3 separate regions of the Rattus norvegicus genome follow, and regions 2 and 3 are each linked to region 1. Evidence: chromatin contacts called from public Hi-C data. All regions are on one chromosome and are shown on one strand. The core of a region is the stretch at or near the end of the contact, and the rest is flanking DNA. Distances in the headings are between cores, read along the strand shown. Region 1 holds the start of Arhgap5 (Rho GTPase activating protein 5). Region 2 holds the start of Nubpl (NUBP iron-sulfur cluster assembly factor like). Region 3 overlaps Akap6 (A-kinase anchoring protein 6).

What was found. Hi-C and Micro-C count contacts between places; a contact is called where the count stands out from the background.
Region 2: a contact with region 1 is called in a Hi-C map of frontal cortex, with 1.7 times the contacts expected there. The contact joins the promoter of Nubpl here to the promoter of Arhgap5 in region 1. A contact is called at or near these places in 4 of 12 Hi-C or Micro-C datasets (the A7r5 cell line, the Rat2 cell line, Schwann cells and 1 more) and 1 of 1 datasets of contacts at active chromatin or transcription factors (oligodendrocytes).
Region 3: a Hi-C map of liver shows a contact between it and region 1, with 2.1 times the contacts expected there. The contact joins the enhancer-like site here to the promoter of Arhgap5 in region 1.

Annotation. Positions count from the first base shown.
Region 1 is chr6:75,710,415-75,713,109 of GRCr8, reverse strand. It overlaps Arhgap5 (Rho GTPase activating protein 5), which reads right to left and starts at 1,392. Exons shown (of 7, transcript NM_001399400.1): 1 at 1,272-1,392.
Region 2 is chr6:75,293,296-75,295,990 of GRCr8, reverse strand. It overlaps Nubpl (NUBP iron-sulfur cluster assembly factor like), which reads right to left and starts at 1,339. Exons shown (of 11, transcript NM_001185025.1): 1 at 1,222-1,339; 2 at 616-763. The coding sequence starts at 1,329.
Region 3 is chr6:75,987,437-75,990,131 of GRCr8, reverse strand. The region is part of intron 1 of Akap6 (A-kinase anchoring protein 6); the gene reads right to left. Among named protein-coding and RNA genes, the nearest start is that of Akap6, 69 kb to the right of the region's middle. Within about 2 kb of position 1,316, at least 1 of the 93 cell types and tissues checked has an H3K27ac peak or open chromatin away from gene starts, as enhancers often do. A contact at or near this core is called in liver, where this site is marked.

The sequences.
Region 1 (2,695 bases), core at 143-2,642:
ATAGTCACATCTGGATGTAATGGATGCCGGAAGAACTGTCTTAGAGATTAAGAGAACTCTTCCATGAAGTGAGTGGTCTCCTCATGCCAGTAAACAACTCCTAACATCCTGTTCAAAGTGGATATTGGTTTTGAATTTAAGTAGAAAGGGCAACCCCCACCTCACACACCTGCCGAAGGCAACACGCACAAACACTAGTAAACAGAGAGGCATTTCATGGTTTCATACTTGAACATTTATAAAAATGTCCTTGGTTTCTACCTTCACAAAAGAAACACTGTAAACTGATGACATATAAGGTTAGATGGATGAGGAAACTCACTCATCTCACTATCTTGGTTTTGATTTAGTACATTTTACTTATTATTTACTAAGCACTGGCCCAAACTGGATTCCCATCATATTTTGTAAAAGTATGAACTCCTTCCCTGCTACTTTCTCGGAATTTTATTAGTCGTTCTAATAGTTTGTCCTTACTTTCTAGCACCCTTCAGCCTCAGCTTGCACCTCACTTGCATTTCCAATAACGCTGGAGAGGGAGGGTGTGAGGGAGTGTATTTATGTGTGGATAAGTGCACGCGCGCTCCCGAGCTGCTCCCCACCCCCACCCCGATACTTTTCTTTACTGGGAACCGAGGGAAATTTTAGAGGTTATTCCAGCCAAAACTCGGGATCAAAGCCCCGGCCCAGTAAGCAGTCAAACGACAGGAAGGAGTCTGTGTTTGGGTTGCGCAGTGCAACTTCTCACTCCCTTACCCCAAGCTTTAGCAGATGGGAATGTGGTGGTGAGCCTAGGGAGGAGTCGAGGAGATAAGAAAAAAGTGAAAGGGCCGATCCCCCGGAAAGGCGGTTAAGTTTGCAGCCGAGGTCCTGTTCCTGCGGATCTGCGCCCACCGCGCTCCCCCTTCCAGGTGGAACTCGTTAACAGCGGCAGCCCAGCCAGCCGACCCCGCCACCTTCCTTCCCCGCGCACCCTCCAAGCCCCGGACAAGTGAAGGTGGCGCGGAGAGAGGACGCCTGGCGGGGCCGGCACGAGCTCGGCTACCAGCAGGCCTCTGCCGCCCCCGGCCCGATCACCTGTGGAGAAAGCGGCCCCTCTCCGGCCTCTCTGCCCTTCAGCCGACCGTATCCTCGCGGCCCGGCCTGCGAGGACCCAGCCGCCCGGCCCCAGCCCCAGCCCCTTCAACTGGTTACAACCGGCGGCGGCGACCGAGGGTCCCTGGCGGGAGGGAAGCGGCAGGCCCCGCGCAGCCCGCTCTCGGAGGTCCTACCTAACAACGCCGGTCTCCTCCGTCGCCTCCTCAACGGCAGCGGCCGCGGTGGTGGCGGCGGCAGCGACATTCCTGGGGAGCGCTCCCGCCGCCGCCGCCTCCTCCACTCTCGGCTCGCCTCTCGCTGCCGGCGCGCTCCCCGCGCCCTCGCCGACACACACGCCCCGAAAGCCCGAGCCCCGCGGCTCGCGCTGCCCGGTAACCCGCCCGCCTGCCGGCAGCGGTAACCCCGACCCTCCCCCCTTCCCCCGCGCCCGCCGTCGCGCTGGGCTCAGTAATGGCGGCCACTCGGGCTCCTCGCGCTGACGGATCTCTCCCTCTCTCCCGAACTTTACCTCAGCATCTCTCCCGGCGCGCACCGCCGGAACGCACGCACGCGCGCGCGCGAAGCCACACACCCGGCCGGGGGCGGCGCGGGCAGCACGGGGGCGCGCGTGCGTGCCCGCGCCGCCCGCCCCATAATTCCCCCGCCCCGCGGCGCTCACCTCCAGACGCCTCCCGAGCCGCGCTCCCGGTTCGGCCCCGCCCCTGCCCTCGTCTCCCGGGAGCCGAGGAGGCGCGAGCTGCCGCGCCGGAGGGAGGGGGCGCGCGAGCGCGCAGGGCCGCGTCCCCGCTCGGGGCCCGCTCTCCATTGGCTTCTGCCCCTCCCCCTATCTCCGCCTCTCCCACCCATTGGCTCCCGCTCCTACTCCCTTCCTTCTCACCTTTTCCCTGTTACCCATTGGCGTGAGTGTTTTTCCTCAGCTCTCCCCTTTCTCCGTGTTCCGCTCCTCCTCCGTCCCATCCTCCACGCTTTAGGCGCCTCACGCCGGGCTTGGTCGCCGAGCCTCCCCTGCCTTCTCCCTTGCCTTCCTTCGGTATTTGGCGGTAATCCGGAGTCCTGCAAAGGAACTCGGGGCTGTGTTAGCCGTTGCAAGGCATGGCATGGGCGCCGAACGCTCCTCCATAAATCCCTCTAAGCCTTGGAGCCTAAGGTCTCTGGGCACTGAAGAATGCAAAGAGAAGAATGTGCCTGAGCTCCGTCGCAGAGACTTGCCTCTGTGTGTTGTGTGTGCACCGCCAGCCCTGCCTGGTAATCGCTTACCGACCACAGACATCACCGGCCCGGGACCTGGAGCCACTCTCAGCCAGAAGCCTGAGCTAGTCGAGGGCAAGAGGAGTCCTTTCCCCGTGGGCACGACACAGACGCAGGCCCTTGATCCTAGCCATTCTTAGGGAAGTTGAGCCAGACCCCAAGACTTAGATGGTTTAGGGTGGCCCCAAGGGCTCACCATCAATTCAACTCTCTGCTTCCCGACTTTCATGATACTGCATTCGGTCTTTTTTGAGACTGTTAGAAATTACGCAAGTCTGGGAGTACGTCGAGCTTTCCATGTATTATTCATCTGTGCATTGACACGAAAAGGCAGAGAGAATTTGAACGA
Region 2 (2,695 bases), core at 90-2,589, 420 kb after region 1:
CTCAGAAGCACAGGACCTGGGTGTGAGCACAGCACTGGGGAAATCAGGGGAGGGACAGGCAGATCCTGAGAGCTCAGTGGCCAAGCAGTCATTGAAAAATGTGGAGAACAACAAAGATGTTTCCTTCTGCCCTCCACACACATGCACCTGAAGACAGGAACATAGTCTTTGGTGACTTTATAAATGCTATAAATTATGTGATTAAATGAAAAACAAACACAATAATAAATGTTCTCCTTGCAAATATTCAGGTGAAGAACAGACATAATTTAGCATACAGTTACTAGATGTTTTAAAAGTAACAGCAACCAGTTACTAGGCACTTTTATGGAAAAGACACTAGGCTAAGTGGTTAACATAATTTGCATACCATCCTCTGATAGAGATTCCCAGATCAGTGAACAGAATATCGGTAGGCAAGCTAACTCTTTGCTCTATTGAATAGGCAATCTGGAAACGAACGTGTTTTAGTTCAGCTTCCAGCCGTTATCAAATCCTAATACTAAGGAACCAATGTTAGAAACATCACAAATATGAAGCCTGAAAAGTGGTCATTTACAGTGCATTTGAGAGCACAATTTATTAGTCAGGAGGGGAAGGAACACCTTACAATACCTGCCGTGGTAGACTTTCCAACACCACCCTTTCCAGAGGCCACAACAATAACTTCTCTAACACCCTCTATAGGCTTCTGCTTAGGAAGTCCTCGGGACATGATTTGGGTTCTTCTTTGTTTCAAGGCCTCACCCTCAGCACCTAATAACTTAAAAAACAAAAAAGGGTGATTTAAACCAATCATCCTCCTTACTGCATTACTACGCTGTAAAAGAGAAAAGAATCCAGAGTTTGGGTCTATTAGGGCTTTCTTTTCTAATTCTGTTCATTGACATAGATTTAGTCGTTAAGTGCTCTTTATCGACTGCTAATCTCAAGATAAAGATAAACTATTCAAGCTGAAATCTGTCTGCCAGTATAGGTGAGGATGTTTAAAAAAACAACAACTAAAGTTGCCTTTTTACCGAGTTAAGCCCTTCTCCTTTTTACCGAGTTAAGTCCTTCTCCTTAACCTATTCACTAAATAACCCCAAGACAAGAGAGCAATGCACACTCGGGACAGTTTGGGACCACAAGCCCCAGCCACCTTCTAGGAAGCCCGCTAGCGGGAGCGCGCAGGCGCATGCGGTACGGCCCGTACCACCCCCGCCCGCGCTCCGCACACACCTGACGCCCACAACCCAAAGCTCGGCACCCCAGGGGCAGGGCAGCGGCCACGCCACCACCCCGGAGTGACACCCCGCCAAAGAGCAGCAAACGCCGCCAGGTCCCCATGGCTCAAAGCTCTTCCCGGGGCCAGGGTGGAAGCACTTCGCGCCCGGCGCGGAGAAATGACGTCACGTAGCAACCCTTGGCTTCCCTTGCCTGGAGATGAACCTGATTGGTGTTTCTTCAGCTCAGGCATTCCATTTGTTTTAATTGTTTGTCATCAACTACAAACATTTTTGCAGCGTTTGACCAAATATTCCCAAGGACTTTTCACATGTAACAGTTTATTTTATTCTTTCAGAGTAGACAAGAAGACTTATTAGGAAAAAAAAATTTTTTTTATGTTTGAAGGGCGGTTTTATGCTAGGGATCAACCCAGGTCCTCCTTCACACTTGGCAAGCACACTACCAAAGAACTGCTACATCGCCAATCCTCCTCTCTTGTTAATAATTTAAAATTTGAGATTTAGAAATTTTTAATAAGACGTCCTGTCTTAAGAGAACTCGGAAATTCTAGAACACGAAGATTAAGTTTTTCTTACCGCATAGTACCACATATGGTCACTTCAGCGATGCCACTTTTAAGATTATTACATTTTACACACACACACACACACACACACACACACACACACACACACTGCGTGTGACTTAGAGTGCAACTGTGCGCTAAGCTAGTCCCTGCTTCTATGCTTGTGTTGCTAATGGTTCACAAAAGAGAGGTGAGGATGAGTTACTAGATTCTAAAATGTTTACCTAAACCAGAAAATAGAACGAACATAAAGAAGCCTAGTTGAGAAGGAACTTAAGGGCCAGGCTAGTGGTAAAGCATTTGTGTAACACATATAAGACCCCATCACCTGCATGGAAAATGGAATAAAAAATGGAGGAGCTTGAGGGAGGGAGGGTGGAAGCTATACCTGTAGGAGTAAGAACATGTACATATAGATTAGATAATCAGTACTATATCCAAGACAGGTGAAAGAGCAAAAGTGAATCCTTTAAGAAAAATAACTCACACACTTATCCAGAAACCAGATCCAGTCAAAGACGGCTGGAGGTAATGGCTACAGTTTCCCTTCGATAATCTGCAGACTTTCTCAAGAGGGTTTTTTTAAATCTTTATTAACTTGAGAATTTCTTATTTACATTTCGATTGTTATTCCCCTTCCCGGTTTCTGGGCAAACATCCCCCTAATCCCTCCCCTCCCCTTCTTTATGGGTGATCTCCTCCCCATCCTCCCCCCATTGCCGCCCTCCACCCAACAATCTAGTTCACTGGGGGTTCAGTCTTAGCAGGACCCAGGGCTTCCCCTTCCACTGGTGCTCTTACTAGGATATTCATTGCTACCTATGAGGTCAGAGTCCAGGGTCAGTCCATGTATAGTCTTTAGGTAGTGGCTTAGTCCCTGGAAGCTCTGGTTGGTTGGCA
Region 3 (2,695 bases), core at 67-2,566, 280 kb before region 1:
CTCCACCTCAGTCAACCTCTGGCCAGAGCCTAACCATATGGTCTGTCATGGTATGACCAGGGCTTGTGTCCTAGGTGACTCTAGAGCCTATCAACTTGATAATTCATATTAGCCTGGAACCTGCCGAACCCCTTAAGGGCTCTGCTAGGAAACAGCTGGAGCCCATTTCTTGGCACCAGACTTGTATCAGGTGACCGGGATAAGCACTAAAGGCCATTACAGCAAGAACAGACTCTGGAGCAAAGAAGCATGTTCAGGGATAGCTGTCCATCTATGTGCATGTATTTGTAGAAAGAAACAAAAGGAAAAAAATAACTCTTAGGTGGTGTAAACTAAGTTTCTTCAAAACACTCTGTAATCTCAGTACCCGGGAGGCTGAGAAGGAAGACGGCGAGCTTGAGGCTTGGCCTAAGCTCTATCTGGTGAGACACTGTGGGATAAAAACTTCAAGACTGGGTGACCTTGATGGTGCTTGTCTCTATCAGTGTCCATCATTTCCTGAACTCTAGAGCTTATAATTTTATGATTTTTGATATTCTGAGTCAATTAATTCCAATTAATTCTACTCTACTTTACCGACCTGACTTTGAGCCTTTAACATAAACACATGATCATTACACTGCTTGGGGATCCTAAGACACTTGCCCCCAAGCAGACCAGACTATAATCCTGTGGGTTAAGACTCAGCACATCATGGGTGAAAAGACTGTGAACTTTATGAATAGAGATGGTCTTTCAAGATGACCTTAAAATAGAGCGCCAGAAAAACTCCTCCTCAAAATTCCCACCAAACTGCTTTTGGTTTCGGGCACTGTATCCACGTCTACTTTAGTGAACACTGTAGGACCCGTTCTCAATTTCATACTGAGAAGGCAGAGTCCCTGTACTCTGATTAGTATAATAATTTAAGACAATCTGTGCACATCAGTATTTGGTAGATATTACTGATTTTCAGTATGCAGTAACTGAAGCCCAGGAAGGCGGTCATTCCATGCATGATCCCTGTTCTCCTCCAAGAGACGTCATTTCTTTGCACTTAGTTTCTACGTCTTATCCTTTTACTTACATACACATTCCACTCACATAATTTGAATTGAAACGATAATTTTAAATGCATGGCAAATCAAACAATTCATGGCTATTTCTTTAGAGAAATAATCCTTTTTTGAAAAAAAATTTTTTTGATCATGTCCAGAATAATAAGAGCTAATAAGAGAGTTAACTTGTCCTTAAATCTCTCTGCTGTGATCTCTGTCTTAATTTTCTTTTTAAAAAGTTGCCACACTTTATTTATTCTATGTGCAGCTGTGTGGGTCCTGGGGTCAAAGGCAGATCGATCCTCGGGCTTGGAGGCCAATACCTGTCTCTGCTGGGCCACGTCCAGGCACTCTGAATATTAACTTTCTATTTTTCCTAACAAAACAGTTATACAATAGTACAAAGCCCAGAAAGCTTTTCATCTAGCTTCCCCAGATGTTAAACCTCCATAACACAATTGCCGAAGCCGGGGAATGAATGTTGGAAAAAGTGCCCTGAGCCTCACATTTATCTCACTGCGTCTTTTGTCTTTTGTCTGTCTAGCGCCCCCTCCCTGGCTCAGGTCTGTAACAGTCGCTCAGGTCTCAGAGCCCTGGATTCTTCTCAACACGGATAGTACTTTCATGGCCTGTGATTTTAGATAACGACTTTCAATTTTGTCTTGTCGGGTTTGTTTTGTCAACCTTACTATTGAATTAAGGTTATAAATTTTTGCAAAAACATCAGAGAAGTGGCAGCACAACTTTCTCAGATAATAGCAAAAGACACACGAAGTCAACCTGCTCTGTTCCTAACTTACTTATGCCTACCTGCCCTAATGATACTGATAATTACCAGCGCATGTCAGAGTGATGATATTTCTGTCATTCATCTACGTTCATTAATTAGATTTCTACTATAGAAAGAGATTTCCTTCCTCTCCATGTATTTGTAGATTAATCCTATATTCTCATGACTGTTTATGTTATTGTAGGAATTGTAACCCGTTACCACCATATTTATTTTGTCTATCAAGCTTTTCAACTAGGCTAGTGGTGTGGTAGACATATAGCTTCTGTATTCTTGTTTCTTAAAATGTTTATAAAAGACATTTTAGGTGTATTGGTGTTTTACCTCCAGCAATGTATACATATCACTTGCAAGTCTGGTACCCATGGAGTATGTATATACATATATACATATATACATATATACATATATACATATATACATATATACATATATACATATATACATATATACATATATACATACACACACATATATATACATATATACATATATACATATATACATATATACATATATACATACACACACACACACACACATATATATATATATATATATATATATATATATATATATATGCTTTGATCCTGGAATCAACCATTTCTGAGAAGCAGAGGTTCCTTTTATCTAGGAAAGGTATAGGAACCAAATCTGGGCTGGGCGTGGGTGTGCACATGTGCTATCCCACCCGTCTCTGAGGCAAGAGAGAATTGTGAGTTTGAGAATAGAGTAGGTTGATACAGGTTGATACAGTTAAGCCCATTTCAAAATATGTAAGGGAGAGTAAGAGAGATGGGGAGGGAGAGAAGGAAAATGGAAGGAAAGAGAGATAGAAATGGACTGAACTAGGAATGTGCATGCCAGC